Regions from separate parts of the Mus musculus genome. Here all the other regions are linked to region 1. A link is a contact called in public promoter capture Hi-C data. All regions are on one chromosome and are shown on one strand. Each heading gives the region's core, a stretch centred on a gene start, on an enhancer-like site or on the middle of the called end of the contact. The rest is flanking DNA. Distances are from core to core; before and after follow the strand shown.

Region 1 (4,774 bases), core at 900-3,399:
GAACAGGCTGAACTTTATAAAAATGAGAAAATTCTAACCATATGAATTTTGTCCTTGAACTTGGAGGAGAGGGGAAAATAAATCAGTATTTTTTACCACAAACCAAATCCAGGCCACGCTAGAATTTATTAGAGTTTGGCTAACTCTGATATTATAGGTGATCTGAATTTGACACTGGCAAATCAGCTTATCCTGTAAATAACATTTACTTCCTAAATTGTATCCAGCGCATTTTCCCATGATTTCCCCCCCCCCTTTAAAATTAACTATCTTATTTGTAAAGATAATAGTTAGGAGATCTTTAGAAAAATTTCTGTCAGGCTGATAGTATTACCAACAAAGTGTTCTTTAAAACCCAGTTAGTCGTTGCTGGCACGTGATGAGGCATAGATTATCCAAACTACAGGGACTCTTGACACTTTTACTAAGTTTCTATATGACTTACCACCTTGGACAACTATCTGGCAAAGGGTCAAGGCAAATAAATACCGGAGCAAAGACCCATGTTAACCACAGGGAATTACCCCAAAGATAAAGGAATAGACATAGGCTTCCCTTGGTAAGCCCAGTAATGAGGAACAGTTTTCTAACTTAAAAGGAAACTCTCCTCTTTCCTTTTCTTTTCCTTTATCTAATTACTAGGGCGATTTCAAGGAATAAGATGTTTGGGGAACTGGGGAGCCCTGACAATTAAAATCAAGATCTCCATTCCTCTCTCCATCTGCCCCTCCCCAAGGGAGAAGAACGGGAGCCCAAGATGGGAACAGCTACTGCTCCCCCTTTGCCATCCCTTCCTAGTCTCCCCCTCTGCACAGCCAGCGCTCAGAAGTACCCATGGGGGTCCCCGCGCTCACCGGTACCAGGCGAGGCCCTTGTGGTAGCTGCGGTCAAAAAAGTGGGGCTCAGCACCCACGGCACGCACGTCGGGGTGCACGCGCAGGAACTCCAGCAGCGCCCGCGTGCCGCCCTTCTTCACGCCGATGATGATGGCCTGCGGCAGCTGCTTGCTGCCCTCGTCCAGAAGTAAGGCCAGGGTCCCCGGCTGGGCCTCGGCCACGCTGCTTCCCGCCCCGGAGCCTCCTGGTGCGGCGGCCAGCCCAGGGCTCTGCTCCTCCTGGTCGCTGCTGTCTCCTGGCCCCGACCGCCCGCGCCTCCTCCGTTGCCTCAGCTGCAGGAGGCGCTTCCTTGGCGCTCCCGCGGGCCACATCGCCAGTTCCCTGGGTCCTGCAGGGACGCCGCGCCCCGGGACCCCCGCGACGGGGCCCGAGCCGGGTGGGCAGCGCTCCGCCAGGCAGTAGAAGACGTAGAGGGAAGTGAGTAGCGAGCAGAGCATCAGCAAGAACTTCCTGAAGATGCTGCGCGACAGTGGCTCCGCCGGGCTGGGCTGGGCGCCGGTGGGACCCGAGGGGGCCATCCTAGCCAGAGGCGACCTCGGACGGCGAGCGGGCCATGCTAGGCCACGACTGTGCTGGGAGCTCCGCCATCCCCGCTGCCAGCCAGCGTGCTGCCCCGCGGCCGCATCGCCTGAGCCGCCCTGCGTGCCTGAGAGCTGCCCCGCTGGGCGGCAGCAGGGGCTGGAACTAGGGACCAAGCACTGCGAGCCCTTCTTGGGGTCCTGGGCTTCGGGCGACGAGGAGGAAAGGGGTGCGGGGCCGTGCTTAAGAAACCATGGTCTTGGGTCTGAAACGCGCCCGAGTCCTGAGCCTAGCTGCGCAGAGCTCCGCGCCCTGGGTCTCCGAGAGTCGCCCGGCAAGGGAGTCTCTGCGGCGGCAGTGGCGAAGGTGCTCGGCTCAGCAGGGTCCTGAGCGGTGCGGAACTTGGCTCAGCGATAACACATCCTTGGCTCAGTCCCCCGTGGAGCGGGCGCAGGACTCTCGGGCCGAAGAATTGTGTACGCTCCGGTTAGAACGAGTGACCCTTTTTCCAGCTTCTGCTCTCCTGGCCCGCCCAGGAGCGTGCCCTGAGTCCTGGCTCAGCTCGTCTCAGCAACCGAGCAAGCAAAGTCCCCCTAGTCCCTCTATCCGAATGGGACTCAAGCCTTCTGGCCTCTTGAGCGCTCCGGAAGTCTACCCACTCCTCTGGGGCCCCAGCTGGGAACAGCTTGGAGGGGCCCCGCTGTGCGGGACCTGTCAGCCACCGCTGCCACTGTGCTCTTGGGCTCTCCCCGCAGCCTCCTCAGCCGCTACCGCCACACGTGGGACGCGAAGGACAGCAAACTTGGTGGTGACGTCAACGGCCCAGGCCAGACCAACGCGGGGATCCGCTCTAGGGTGCAGAGCAGAGGCGCAGGGGCCGGGCTAGAGAGGCAGAAGGGGTGGGACCGGGACAAAAAAAAAAAAAAAAGGTGACGAGGCACCGCCCAATACACTGGAGAGGGCGCGGACGACAGAGGAGACGCCCCTTCCTCGCACTCCCTCTCTCCTTTCCTCCTTCCTCCTCCTCCACCCCTAGGTCTCTGGGCGCTGTCAGATTGACAGCGCCTGTATGATTGCCTGAGTCTAACGCCCAGCCAGTCCACCCCTTGCCGGATTGGGGGTTCTCAGACCTCTCCAGCTCAGCTTAGTCCTTAGCAGCCTTAACACCCCCAGATCCCCACTTCCTGATTCCCTCTGGTCCCAGCTTCTGTATTCCTACCCTTCTCCAGCCCACCCATCCCATCCCCTCTCATCCCAGAGACTTCTGAAGTTTTGTTCCCAAGAGTTCTTGGCAGGCCACGCCCCCATTTGTCTGGGCAAAGAGACAGCTTCAGTACAGACTTGCCTTCTACTTCCCTGTCCACTGAGGGCCCTTACAAGTCTGTCTGTTAGTTTGCTTGCTTGCTTGTTTTTCCTTTGGATTTATTTAAAAAGATGAAGAGTCTCATAGGACCTGGAAAGGAACCCCTTAGAAACTAGATCAATAAATACACCAAAACAGAAATTATATTTAAAAAATAATAAGTACAATTCCAAATCCGTATAACCAGTTGTTGATAAAGTTTAATACTTTGCATATGTGCACCACCCACATGCGTGAATGTGTTTTCACTCTTTGAGAGTTAAGAGTCCTTCCCTAAACAACGGGTTCCTTTTTCTCTTATTTCCCCTGACCCCTAGATACCCTTCCCATGCCCCCAAAGCAAGTCACAAAGAGGTAAAATCTGCCCCTTGCTGGCTCCTGGGGAGGTGAGTAGTAAAATCTTCAGGAGATGTTGAAGGTTTGATTGCTTTCTTTGGCTGTTACTCTGTGGTGGTTTTGTTTTCAATTTTTCATTTATTTGTATTTTATGTGTATGGCTGTTTTGCCTGCATGTGTGTCTGTGCACCACGTGGGTACCTGGTGCCAGCTGGAGAGTTCTAAATCTCTTTGAACTGGAGTTCCTGACAGTTGTTAGCCTAGATGTGGGTGCTGGGAATTGTACCAGGTCCTCTAGAAGAGCAGCCAGGGCTCTTACTGCCGAGCCATCTCTTCCACCACCAGATATTTCATTTTTGTCCTAATCGTATTGCTTCCTTATTTCTGTCTCCTGCAAGATACCTGGCAATGTGGGCTGTGCCCTGGTCACTGTAGCCCAATCCTGTGCGCTGTAGACATCTTCCTAGCTCCCTAACCCCTCCCCTCCCTGTGCTAATAAGAGTCCAGCAGTCAAGAGAGCTAGGTCTCAGGAAACTCACTTAGGAATCCTGGCTGCCTAGCTTTGACACTCAGATTTTCTCTCCTCTTCCTGCTCATTCCCCATTTGACCAAGGAAGTGTAAGTTAGGGGGTTGCCTTTCAGCTTCCACAGGGGCCCTACTGATTCTAAGTTTGCTTGGATAGAACTGGATCACATGTGGCCTGTTGGGTAAGAATAGTGCCGTGTTCATAAACTACCAGTCACAACTGATTCCCAGACCAATGAAGATCTGTTTAGAAGCAGAGACCAGAAAGCACTGGTCTTTGCCCAGGATGAGCAACATGCCTTGCCAAGTTTCCATGTCCTATTATGTCTGAAAATTGGATATTGACAAACCACTTTGAAGCTTAAGGTTTAATGTGTTTTGAAACTTTCCTCTGTGTATTTCAGTCTGGTTTGTAGAAGGAAGACAACAAAAACAGAGACCATTTAAAAGTTGCTCTGAAAGTGTGTCGTTGTGCAGATGGTCACCAGAATATATGTTTTCTCATCTGGAAAGCACTGAGCTCCCAGTTCAACTGTAGTTCATCATAAGGTGATATTGTATATAGTATATACATCGTGCATAGGAATGATGTGGCCCCAAGCCCCCAGACTTTTCCTAGCATGCAGAAACATAAGCTGAATAAATGGCTATTATGCATATTGACCTCTGTGGCACTCTGTGAAGAGCAGAAACCATATTGGAACACCTTTCTCCTCTCTCTCTCTCTCTCTCTCTCTCTCCCTCCCTCCCTCCCTCCCTCCCTCTCCCTTTTTTCCTTCCCTCCTTTCTCTCTCTCTCTCTCTCTCTCTCTCTCTCTCTCTCTCTCTCTCTCTCTCTCTCTCTCTTTCTCTCTTCTTCATCCAAGCCTTTGGATACCAGTGTATTTTCCTCTTCTTTGCACACCTTAATTGAAGCCACATTTTAGATGCTCAGTACCCACATGTAGCTTGTCACTACTGAAGTGACAGCCCAGAAGACAGTACTGTTTCAGAGGAGGAGGGTCCTTTGGGCAGTAGTAAGACACCCACATTTAAATAAAGATAACTCATGGGAGCTTTATGAACAAAAGACTTTTACAGAGAAGTAGCTGAGACAGAGCCTGAGTTTATCACAGGACTCCTGGGCTAGTTGCCT
Region 2 (4,774 bases), core at 1,136-3,635, 1.6 Mb after region 1:
GTGCTTTCAATATGATTAGTCACAAAAATAAGGCAGTCAAAAGGTCCTTTATGACCGGCACTGTTACATGTTAAAATTAAATGACAAAATATATACATGTACTCTTTTGAAATCTATAGCCTATTGGAGAACATAGGTATTGATCAGGTAATTTTAACATGATGAGCCTATCAGGTGCTGGGGAGATTCCAGATGGTGAATGAACAGATGGGATATAGGCGTGGTGATTGTTTGTACCCTCTGACCCACTGCAGATTTCCCTGGATTTTAATATCCAGCCCCTCCTCCCTTATGTTAACTTTACCACAACTGAGGGCATGCTTTAGAAATTGTCTCTTCTCTCCTGCTGCCATAGTCCCCCCAAAACTCACCTTAATTAGTCCTAAGGTTGCCACCTAAGTCAATTATATTATGTTCTCCTGTTACCTTGAATTATGTACATTTTCCAGAGATTTCCTATAGCTTCCTAACATGCACATGCATGCGCAGATACACACACACACGTGCATATCTATGCACACACGCACATATATGCACACACATGCCATGCTCAGACATGCTCATACACACATACATGCACACAAGGTTTAAAGAGAGTAAACATCAAGAGACTGCAAAAAAATGTTGAGATGGAAGAGGGCTAGGCCTAAGTAATTCATCATTATTACATAAACCACATGTGACCCGCTGTCTTAGAGTTTCTACTGCTGTGACAAAACATGAGGACCAACAAGCAAGTTGGGGAGAAAAGGGTTTGTTTGTTTATTTTGGCTTATATTTCCATATCACTGTTGATCATCAAAGGAAATCAAGACTGGAACTCCAAAAAGGCAGGAACCTAGAGGCAGGAGCTTATGCAGAGGCCATGGAGGGGTGATGTCTATTGGCTTGCTCAGCCTGTTTCCTTGTAGAACCCAGAACCACCAGCCCAGGGATGGGACCATCCACAATGGGCTAGGCCTTCCCTCATCAATTACTAATTAAGAAAAGGCCAAATTTAATATTCTCTGGAGGGAGTGGCCAAAAGGCATGCAAATTTGGAAACTTTCCTGTAATCACTTGAGTAGCACCCCAGGAGATTCCTCCAGTCCCCAGATAACTACAGTGGTCTTAGACAAGTTAGTGGGTTTTCAAACTGAACCCCAAATCCCAGACATAAATAGCTGTGAAAAGGGCCTAAGTCTTGAGAGCTGGTGAATTTATCAGGGTCCCACTCAGCACATTTGCATGGGAAGGCTTCTTCAAAAATTTGAAGCTTCTCCACTTCCACCTGTACCAGCAGCCAAGGACAAACAGCCTTCTTTGCCCTAATACTTTCCTTGTTCATGTTACACTGAAGTAAACAGAGTTGTAAGGAGTTGTTGACAATCATCCCAAGTGAGACCAAAGGAACAGCAGACAGATTCTAGAGGAAAAGTCAGAGTTTGAAGTTTTTCAGAGAAAAGGAATTGGAGGTTTTGCAGCTGTACAGATCTGAAGTGGGAAAAGAAGACATAGATTACCAAGGACCATTGCCTCCCTCTGAGTCTCTTTCTCCCAATGGATCTAATGAGTCTGGAGCACAATGGGACCTCCAGTAGGAACCCAGTGGGGATGAAGGAAGTAGAGGAAATGGGATGTCTTCATATGGAGAGATTATGATGGTCACAGAGGGAGAAGCGGTGGACGAGACAGGGAGTGTAGGATCAATGACAGCCGTGGAAGAGGGTCCAGAGCAGAGTAGAAACTGAGAAATGAACAGGATCTGGTGATTAGATGGTGAGAATCAAAAGTTGAGTGTATTCTGGTTTTGGCATATGCAAATGGTGCACTAGAGTAAATGCACGCACTGAGATGGGGCTGTTTGGCAAAAGTGACTTTAAAGTAGGTTTAACTTAACCACAGGCCCTTGAGAGTCCAACTTTTTCGACAAATGAACTTTTTTTTTCCTTGCAAAGAACTTACTGCTCAAGTGTGTGGAAACTGGCTCAATATTGTCAGCTCTGCTCATATACGTTTTTACGATTGCAAAATAGATGAAATACAAGTCCATTGGGATAGATGAGAGTACTACATGGATCCTGCTCTAAAACTACAGCTTTCATATAGTTTGAAGTCAAAGGATGGTTTTAGGGAAGGCCAAACCATGGCTAAAAGCCATATACACATGCCAACAGTAAAGAAATTTGGGCTGAAGCTACATAGATGTAATTGTGCAAACAAAGGTGCAGAGAGAGAGAGACTTTGTCTCCCACGTCCCAACCTTCCGTTACTGCGGGATTCCACGCACGATGCACCTTTTTCTCTCGCGAGAGGGAGAGATCCCGCTGTGCCGCTGAGCCACTCGTGGTCCCAACCTGCCAAGAAACAGGGGGTCGGGCAGCGCGCAGGTGCTTCTGGGAGTTGTAGTTCCTGGATTTGCCCAGCAAAATGTCACGCATGCGCGACTCAGAGCTAAGCGGAGAAGTTCGTAGCCTTTGTCAGGCCTGGGATGGGAGGTGAGTTTCTTGGTAGGATGCTGCGGTCCTCGCTTTACCTCGGCGGTGGTCCAGTAGTTGCTCTCTGCCAGGGAGGACTGGAGTTTGTAGTTCTTGAGCTTCGTCCCCTTCCCTCCCCGCCCCACGGGCCATCTAGGACCCCGGTGCATACTGGAGAGCTGGACGGAGCTGGAGGGGTTGTCTGTGCCCTCTACCTCTCAGGCACTCAGTCCCCTAGGGGACAGCTCCAGGAGCCAGAAACAGACAGGTGAGGACTCAGATTCAGGATGCTTTCCCTGGTTTCCAGGTCCCACGTGATCTGAGCGACACTCTCTACAGAGCCCAAGAGGGAAGAAGTCCTTCGAGGCTCCGTGGACTGCTGACTGCGCGAGAAGAGCAGGACCTTAGGGGCATGGAAGAGGTGGTGATCATGGAGACGGGTTTGGCCGAAGTGCCTCAGAAAAGAGGTAGAATTGCCCAGGGGTTGGTGTGCATCATGGGAGAGTGGAAATCTTCCTTTTGAAGGGGAAACCCACCGTTGTCGTGGGTTAAGTGGTTCTTGGGAAAAGATGGCGACTTGTCAACGCTATCTTGAGGATAGGTGAGCTCTGAGACGTTGCAGGGCTTACTATGGGTCAGTCCCCATTCCACTTAAGTGTGCTGCACAATGGTCCCACCAGTGCGGACATTGTCACAATGTAGTCACAAGTTCTTCCAAATTATTGCCCCATCCTGGTTTCCATCGTGGATCCAAGAATTCAACTTTGTAGTTGACAAAAAAATATTTTTCCATACGTTATCCCACTTTATCCATAGTTAACGTGTGTGCTGTTTCAACACAGATCGCTCACGACCTGCTTCACAGGCACGGAAGGTAGGGGCTGGCTTCAGCACTAGGAGACCTGTGTATCTTAAACTCCCCTCGGTGACTTACTATGCCAAAATTCCCTCCAGGGGTCCTTTTCAGGTTGCTAGATGTCACCTCAAACTCAACCAATCAGAATTTGGAGGTGAGATCTAGCAATCTCCGCCTTAAGGAAGCTTTAAAGGGATTTTAAAAAAACAAAACAAAACAAAACAAAACACTGAGTCTACTTTAGGTAGATTATAGTGGAAATTTACTTATTCTAGTTTGTAGACCAGAGAGTTTGAGGGGATACGTCATGAGTAGAGCAACTAAATTCAAGCCTAGTGGAGCAACGTGCCTGAGCATATTTTACAGTACCGGAAAGTAGCAGTTTGTTTTGGATTCCTTGTTAACAGGGAGTGCATTTGGTGTGGTGGAGGGGTTTAGATTATACTGAGTAGAGAGCCAGGTCCAGACCCAGTCCCTACCGCTTTCTTCCCTTTAGCTCTGTCTTCCCCGGATTCTCTCCTTTCCCACGAGAAGAGTGCAGAAGGAGACGTGGCTGCTCTGAGACTCACTGTCAGATCCCAGGTGAGTCTCTATGGGTTACTGAGATCAATTCCACCTTGGGTCTCAGAGCACAGATGCACTCCCTTTTTGATGTGGCATTTCGTTGTCCACAGAGCCCATCTAGAGACCTGAGTTCTAATTCTAAGAAACTAGTGGACTCAGTAGAAAATATTTTCTGCTTACTCATAGTATCTCTCTTCTCCATCTAGTATTTCTTGTCTCTCTACAGGCAGGTAAGTCACATTTCTCTTCTTTCCCAACTCTGCTAATTTCTGTATTTGGTCATGTGGAAAGCTAACTTAAGGGTCATATAGTATATACTTCTTAAAACTTGCATTTCTCTAAGGGAAGCAGCACACATATGGCTGTAAATAGGAGCTTAAAAAACACCTTAAATGCTGGAGAAATGAGAATAATAATAATACCTACTCAGTTAAAACTTAGATATGGAATGGTCTGTGGTTTTACTAATTACAGGTCCATACTGCATTCTGCAGCCCCAGAATCCCTCAGTCAGCCTCTTCTCCATACAATGTTTGTAAAAATGACTTCCGGCCCTTTTTGGACTTTCTGAACTGCCCTGTGAGTCTTGCAGACTTAATTAACCCCAGGGGCTTACATACCATCTACAGAAACCATCTTACACTGGCTTGTGCAAGGAGGTGTCTTTACTGACCATACTAACTGTTGGGCTAGATAAAGGATTTAGGCAGTAACGTAGAGAGCTAGCATGTCCATCTTGTCAACCTTTTTCTAAAACTTTGAGAGTTTTGCCCATAAGCAGGCTTTTTTTTTTTCATGCCATCATCAAACAAATGTAGGCTTGCATCGTTAAGGTGGAAGGTTGGGCGTTCTCCTGCTGCTTATATTAATTCTAGCAGTATATAAAAGAGCCATTTTC
Region 3 (4,774 bases), core at 1,540-4,039, 1.1 Mb after region 1:
CTGCCTGCCCCACACCAGCCTTTTTATCTACCAGGTCATCTGTTCAGTCACTCTCACAGCAGTGTTCTTCAGCACCACATCCTGCTCCAATTTCTACCCCATTCTGCCCTTTCTTTGCAGGAAAATATACTTTCCCAAAATTCCCTCCACTTCTTGTAAACCAAAAATTATAAAATAATTCTGAAAAAATTCAAAGGTAAAGAAAATGATACTATTAACAGGCTCCATATTTTCAATTCTTAGACTTAACAGATGTTAACAGTTATCTAAATTTGCTTAAGATTAAAAAAAAACACAAAAACCTAAAATATGACCTATAAACTAAGTTCCATTCGGGCTTCTTCCCAATCCTATTGGCCTCTCATTCGCCATAACTTCCACTCTGAGTTAGATGGAATTCATTCCCATGCTCAGATCACAGCCAGTTCTGCAGTTTGCTGCATGTTAGTGTGTCTAACTCAGCTCTCCAGCCAATGTACTGAGTTAAGAGATTTTTGTTTTCTGTTGTTTTAATTTTGACCACCATTTTATTTCTGAGATCTCCATATCTGCTGCATTTTCACGGAAGCCATTTTCTGCCCACCCTCTGTTAAGTCTGTTTTCTCAGGCCAGGTGCTTCTGGCAGCCCTCTGTTGAGGTGTCAGCTTCCTTCAGGTGTATGGGAGTTTCTGATATCTACAGATGACCATGATATGAAATAGAGGATCTGCTGTCTAGGGAGGTCTAGGGAGGGCCCAGTGATTTCTCACACAGAAAGGTACAGTTTGTCGTGGGAGGCGAATTTACACACTAGATGTTCACGTCCTGGGACTCCCAGAGATTATATTGTGCTCATTGCCTGACCCAAAGTTCTGTGTACTTGGTGCAGGATGCCGAAGGATCACCCTGCTTTACTGTCTGTTCTGCCACAAGACTCCTGTTTCTCATGTCTGCAAGTGTGGAACCCTCACACAAGCACTTTCTGCTGTAGGATGTGGTTTCCTTACACAAACTGAAATCGTCTTTTCTTTTTCATCTTTCGCAAATTCAGTGTGGTTTACATGAAAAGAGTATCCACTTGCTTTTGCTTTCCAGACTGTTACGAATGTGCACAGCATCCTCTGCCTACTGTGTATGTAGACTGAAGCAAGTGAGGACAGAAAAAAATATGCGTTCATTCTATCATCCTAAATCACGATTTTTAAACAGTCCTTTGTAACTCTCCCATTAGAGTCAAAGGGCTTTTTTTTTTCTAGTTAATAATTTTAGTATTCTGTGTGTGCATTTGTGTGTGTGTGTGTGTGTGTGTGTGTACCAATGCTGTACAATACCATTCCTAAGAAGATAGAAATAAAAGTCTATGCCCCACATATGAAGCCAATGACAGATCAAAGTAAAAACACCGTGAATTCCAATCTAGCAAGCCTAGGAGACTAGGATTACTTAGAGGAATATAAACCAGCATTTACATACAGAAACAGAGCAACTCAAAGAGCTAGCTATACAAGCTGTGACAGCTCAGAAGAGCCTGGAACTTAGGGATCTGAACAAATTGCAGGCAGCTCAACATTTGTCCTCCAGGCACCTAGGCTGGTTTGAAGCTCTTACTGCTCATAGAACCTTGAATAGGGAGGGGTCAATTTCAGGGACTTCCTGAGACTTCTGAGTAGTTTACTTCCTGAGTCTTAAGAAGTTTACCTTTAAAACTTTATGGGTCCGGAAGAGCCTTTAGAAATTACTTAATTTCCTCACCACAAGGAATGTTTTAAAACGAAGGAAATGGCTCCACAGCAAGGCATCTCTGTTCTTTCTAGGTCCTTAGTTGGGATCTTCAGAACTATTTCAAATAGCAATGGACATGGTGGGAGACCTGCTCAACCCCTCCTCATTCTTTTCTTCCTTACACTCGCAAGTGTGTGTGTGTGTGAGAGAGAGAGAGAGAGACAGAGAGAGACAGAGAGACAGAGAGACAGAGAGACAGAGAGACAGAGAGAGAGAGAGAGAGAGAGAGAGAAGCGCTGAAGGACAACTTTGCATAACTCATTGTCCTGAAACTCACCAATTAGACTAGACTAGCTGGCCAGCAAGCTTCATCAATCCCCCTGTCTCTGTTGCCTCAGCACTAAGACTGCAAGTGTATACCACCAGACCTAGGTTTTCATGTGGGATTTAGGGATCTATCTCAGGTCCTCGTGTTTTCCTGCCAAGTGCCTTACCCACTCCACTGATCCTTTCCTCCCTAGTGCCCACAGAAAAATAAGGATGCACCCAAAAGCCACATTGTTATCTACAGGATTCTCTACAGCTTGGTAAGATTATGGAAAGACATCTTATTCAGGTTGTACAAGGCAGAACCTTTGTTCGACGAGCTTGCTTTAAAACTGCACGAAGACATAATTTAAAAATACAGTGCATGAACTGAGCAGATCCGGATGGCAGAGGCCGGGGATCCCAGTTGAGGTAGGATTTTAGAAGTTCAAGGCTTTGCCTGAGCTACAGAGGGAATTAATTTATAGCTTGCCTGGGAACCTTGGTTAGACCCAATCTCGAAGAAACAACAACAAAAACAAACAATCTAGGGGTAGCTCAGTGGTCCAGTACTTGCCTAGCAGGCACCAGGCCAGAGGTTCAAGCCGCAGCATTTCAAAGTAATACAGAAAGCAAGCCTGTGAAAGGAAGGCTAGTAAGAGGCTGGGTTCTGAAGGAGCTGTGTGAGAGGGGCGTTTTCTGTCCAGCTCTGCTTTTAATGTGGTCCTGGCTTTTAAAAATCCATTCAGTTTTCTTCCTCGCCCTCAGCCCAGGAGCAATTTAAATAACAAAGACATTTTATTGAGTCCTGAAAACAATTTGTCCTTGAATTTGCCTGGGATCTGCCCTGTGCTGGGAAGGGAAATGGTTCTTTGACAGCCTGCCAATTTCCCCTTGGTCGTTTATCTTATTTCCCTGATAAGATTTGCATTGTTTGTAAATTGCCCATTTCGCCCAGACTTTCAAATGGCTGACTTAGGCCTGCCTAATCCTCGCTGTCTAAATGCTACTGCTCATTCTTCATTTGTATTTGTTCTTTTCTTCTCTCTCTCTTGATTAATTCTTCTAAACCTTTGTCTCATTAGTATTTTCAAAGAACCCAGTTTTTACAGTTATTTATCAACTGCACACAGTTTTCCAGTCTGAATTGTATTACCACCTTCCTAACTTGCCCTCAGTTCCGTACTTATTTTGAATAGTTTGGAAACATCTGGAGCTTGAATTCATTTCTCTTGTCTCATTCTTTGGAGCTATGCATCTCCCTGTAGTTTCCGCCTTGACCACATCTCAGATTTTCACGGCTTTTTAAGGTACTTGCTGCCTTGCTTAGCACTGTTTAGCATGTGCCCAGTTCTAGGTTTAAAACTTAGCATTGTAAACAAAACAAACAAAACAGAAGAGAAAGCTCCTGAAACGAAGGGCAGTATAAGACTAGCATCTGGAGGAACTGGAAGGAGGACCATTTTCGATCAGACTTGTGACAAGACCAATTTTATGACTCTGACGTCATTTCTAATCCCTGCACTTCTGCAAGTTCAGGATCCCATGTCTTCAGCCTTCTGCTCTTCGGCCCTTCAGCTGTGGCAGTAAGGCTTTCCAGTCCTCCTTCTCTTTCCTTTGTCGTCACCACCATCACACAGATCGCATCCTGCTGTTGCAGGATCTGTTCAACCTGATCCCTGTCTTCCCAACGCAGAGGTAACGCATCCCCTGTAGAGCAGTGCCTAGAAGCACACCTTGTTCTCATCAGCTGCCCTGAGTGTGCTGAAACCCGTGAATAGGTGCTTTTTTTTTCTTTCTTTCTTTCTTTTAAATTTCAATACTCAATATTCTAAGAATGAAATGACATCAGGGAGGTAATTGCTATAGTGTAAGATGTTGAAAGGGTGAATAATCAAACTCAGATGGATTTCTTGGAAGGGAAATCAGTTTACAGTTCAAACATGGGGCCTGGGTGGAGATGTATAACCAGGGGAAGAAATTAAATCACACAAGAGTCAGGGGCAATGGTCAGAATAGTATTAGACTGTGAGACAAAGGAGCCAGGGAGCAGGAGCGTCCAGCAAGACCAGATGACCAGAAGACAGGGTCTGCTATGTGGCAGGCCCACTGAAGACCTCTGTTCACCTGATGTGGTGGAAGAATTGAGGCTGCAAAGTGTGTCCAGTCCAGCCTGCTGGCTTCTGCTGTGTGTTCAAGCTGTTAATATCACTTAGTAACTTTACAGCTTTTACTGTACATCCCGTGTTGCTGTATGAAGCTGAATCAATATCAACATCGCAGAAAAAAGCTTCTCAAAAGGACAAGAGGATGGTCACCAGCCACTGGCATAAGCAGCCATAAACCTAGGCTGGGAAAACTCTCCATCTTGCTGAGACACTACAGATTCGACATCCTTTGCTCCTTGCTTATCTGGGGTAGCTCAACTCTGAAGCTTGTTCTTGGGTCCTTCATCAGGCCTCTTGTGCTTGTAAAGTGCTGCCTCAATCCAGAGGTAGATTCTATTCTCTTTACCCTTAATCTGCATTGGAACTAATGCCTTGCTTTCCCATTAGGCTCAGGTAGCAACAGTGGTCAATGGCTTCTGTGGTTCTGAGATTGAGGCATTACAAATCTTGAAATTCCCACCTGGGTAAGTAACCTGCTTAGCTCATTCCTACAAACCACCCACTGTACTATGAGAAGCCCATGACAATGTAATAGCCATGCATTAGTGTGTCTGTCACTAATCCCAGCTGTATCCCCAAGGTCATGAACAGACTTCAGG

The links. Promoter capture Hi-C pulls out the DNA fragments that hold promoters and counts their contacts.
Region 2: a promoter capture Hi-C map of embryonic stem cells shows a contact between it and region 1, with 4 times the contacts expected there. The contact joins the promoter of Zfp286 here to the promoter of Hs3st3a1 in region 1. A contact is called at or near these places in 1 of 39 promoter capture datasets (embryonic stem cells) and 1 of 115 datasets of contacts at active chromatin or transcription factors (embryonic forebrain).
Region 3: a promoter capture Hi-C map of embryonic stem cells shows a contact between it and region 1, with 9 times the contacts expected there. The contact joins the enhancer-like site here to the promoter of Hs3st3a1 in region 1. A contact is called at or near these places in 6 of 39 promoter capture datasets (the C10 cell line, cranial neural crest, embryonic stem cells and 3 more), 2 of 115 datasets of contacts at active chromatin or transcription factors (T-cell acute lymphoblastic leukemia and forebrain) and 3 of 9 other capture datasets (adipose tissue, embryonic stem cells and liver).

Annotation. Positions count from the first base shown.
Region 1 is chr11:64,432,707-64,437,480 of GRCm38.p6, reverse strand. Hs3st3a1 (heparan sulfate (glucosamine) 3-O-sulfotransferase 3A1) reads right to left here and starts at 2,149. Exons shown (of 2, transcript NM_178870.5): 1 at 855-2,149. The coding sequence starts at 1,414. F930015N05Rik (RIKEN cDNA F930015N05 gene) reads left to right here and starts at 807. Exons shown (of 1, transcript NR_028445.1): 1 at 807-4,346.
Region 2 is chr11:62,787,079-62,791,852 of GRCm38.p6, reverse strand. Zfp286 (zinc finger protein 286) reads left to right here and starts at 2,385. Exons shown (of 6, transcript NM_138949.4): 1 at 2,385-2,477; 2 at 2,764-2,923; 3 at 3,809-3,894. The coding sequence starts at 2,869.
Region 3 is chr11:63,348,391-63,353,164 of GRCm38.p6, reverse strand. No RefSeq gene overlaps it. Among named protein-coding and RNA genes, the nearest start is that of Gm29851, 100 kb to the right of the region's middle. Within about 2 kb of position 2,789, at least 22 of the 459 cell types and tissues checked have an H3K27ac peak or open chromatin away from gene starts, as enhancers often do. A contact at or near this core is called in embryonic stem cells, where this site is marked.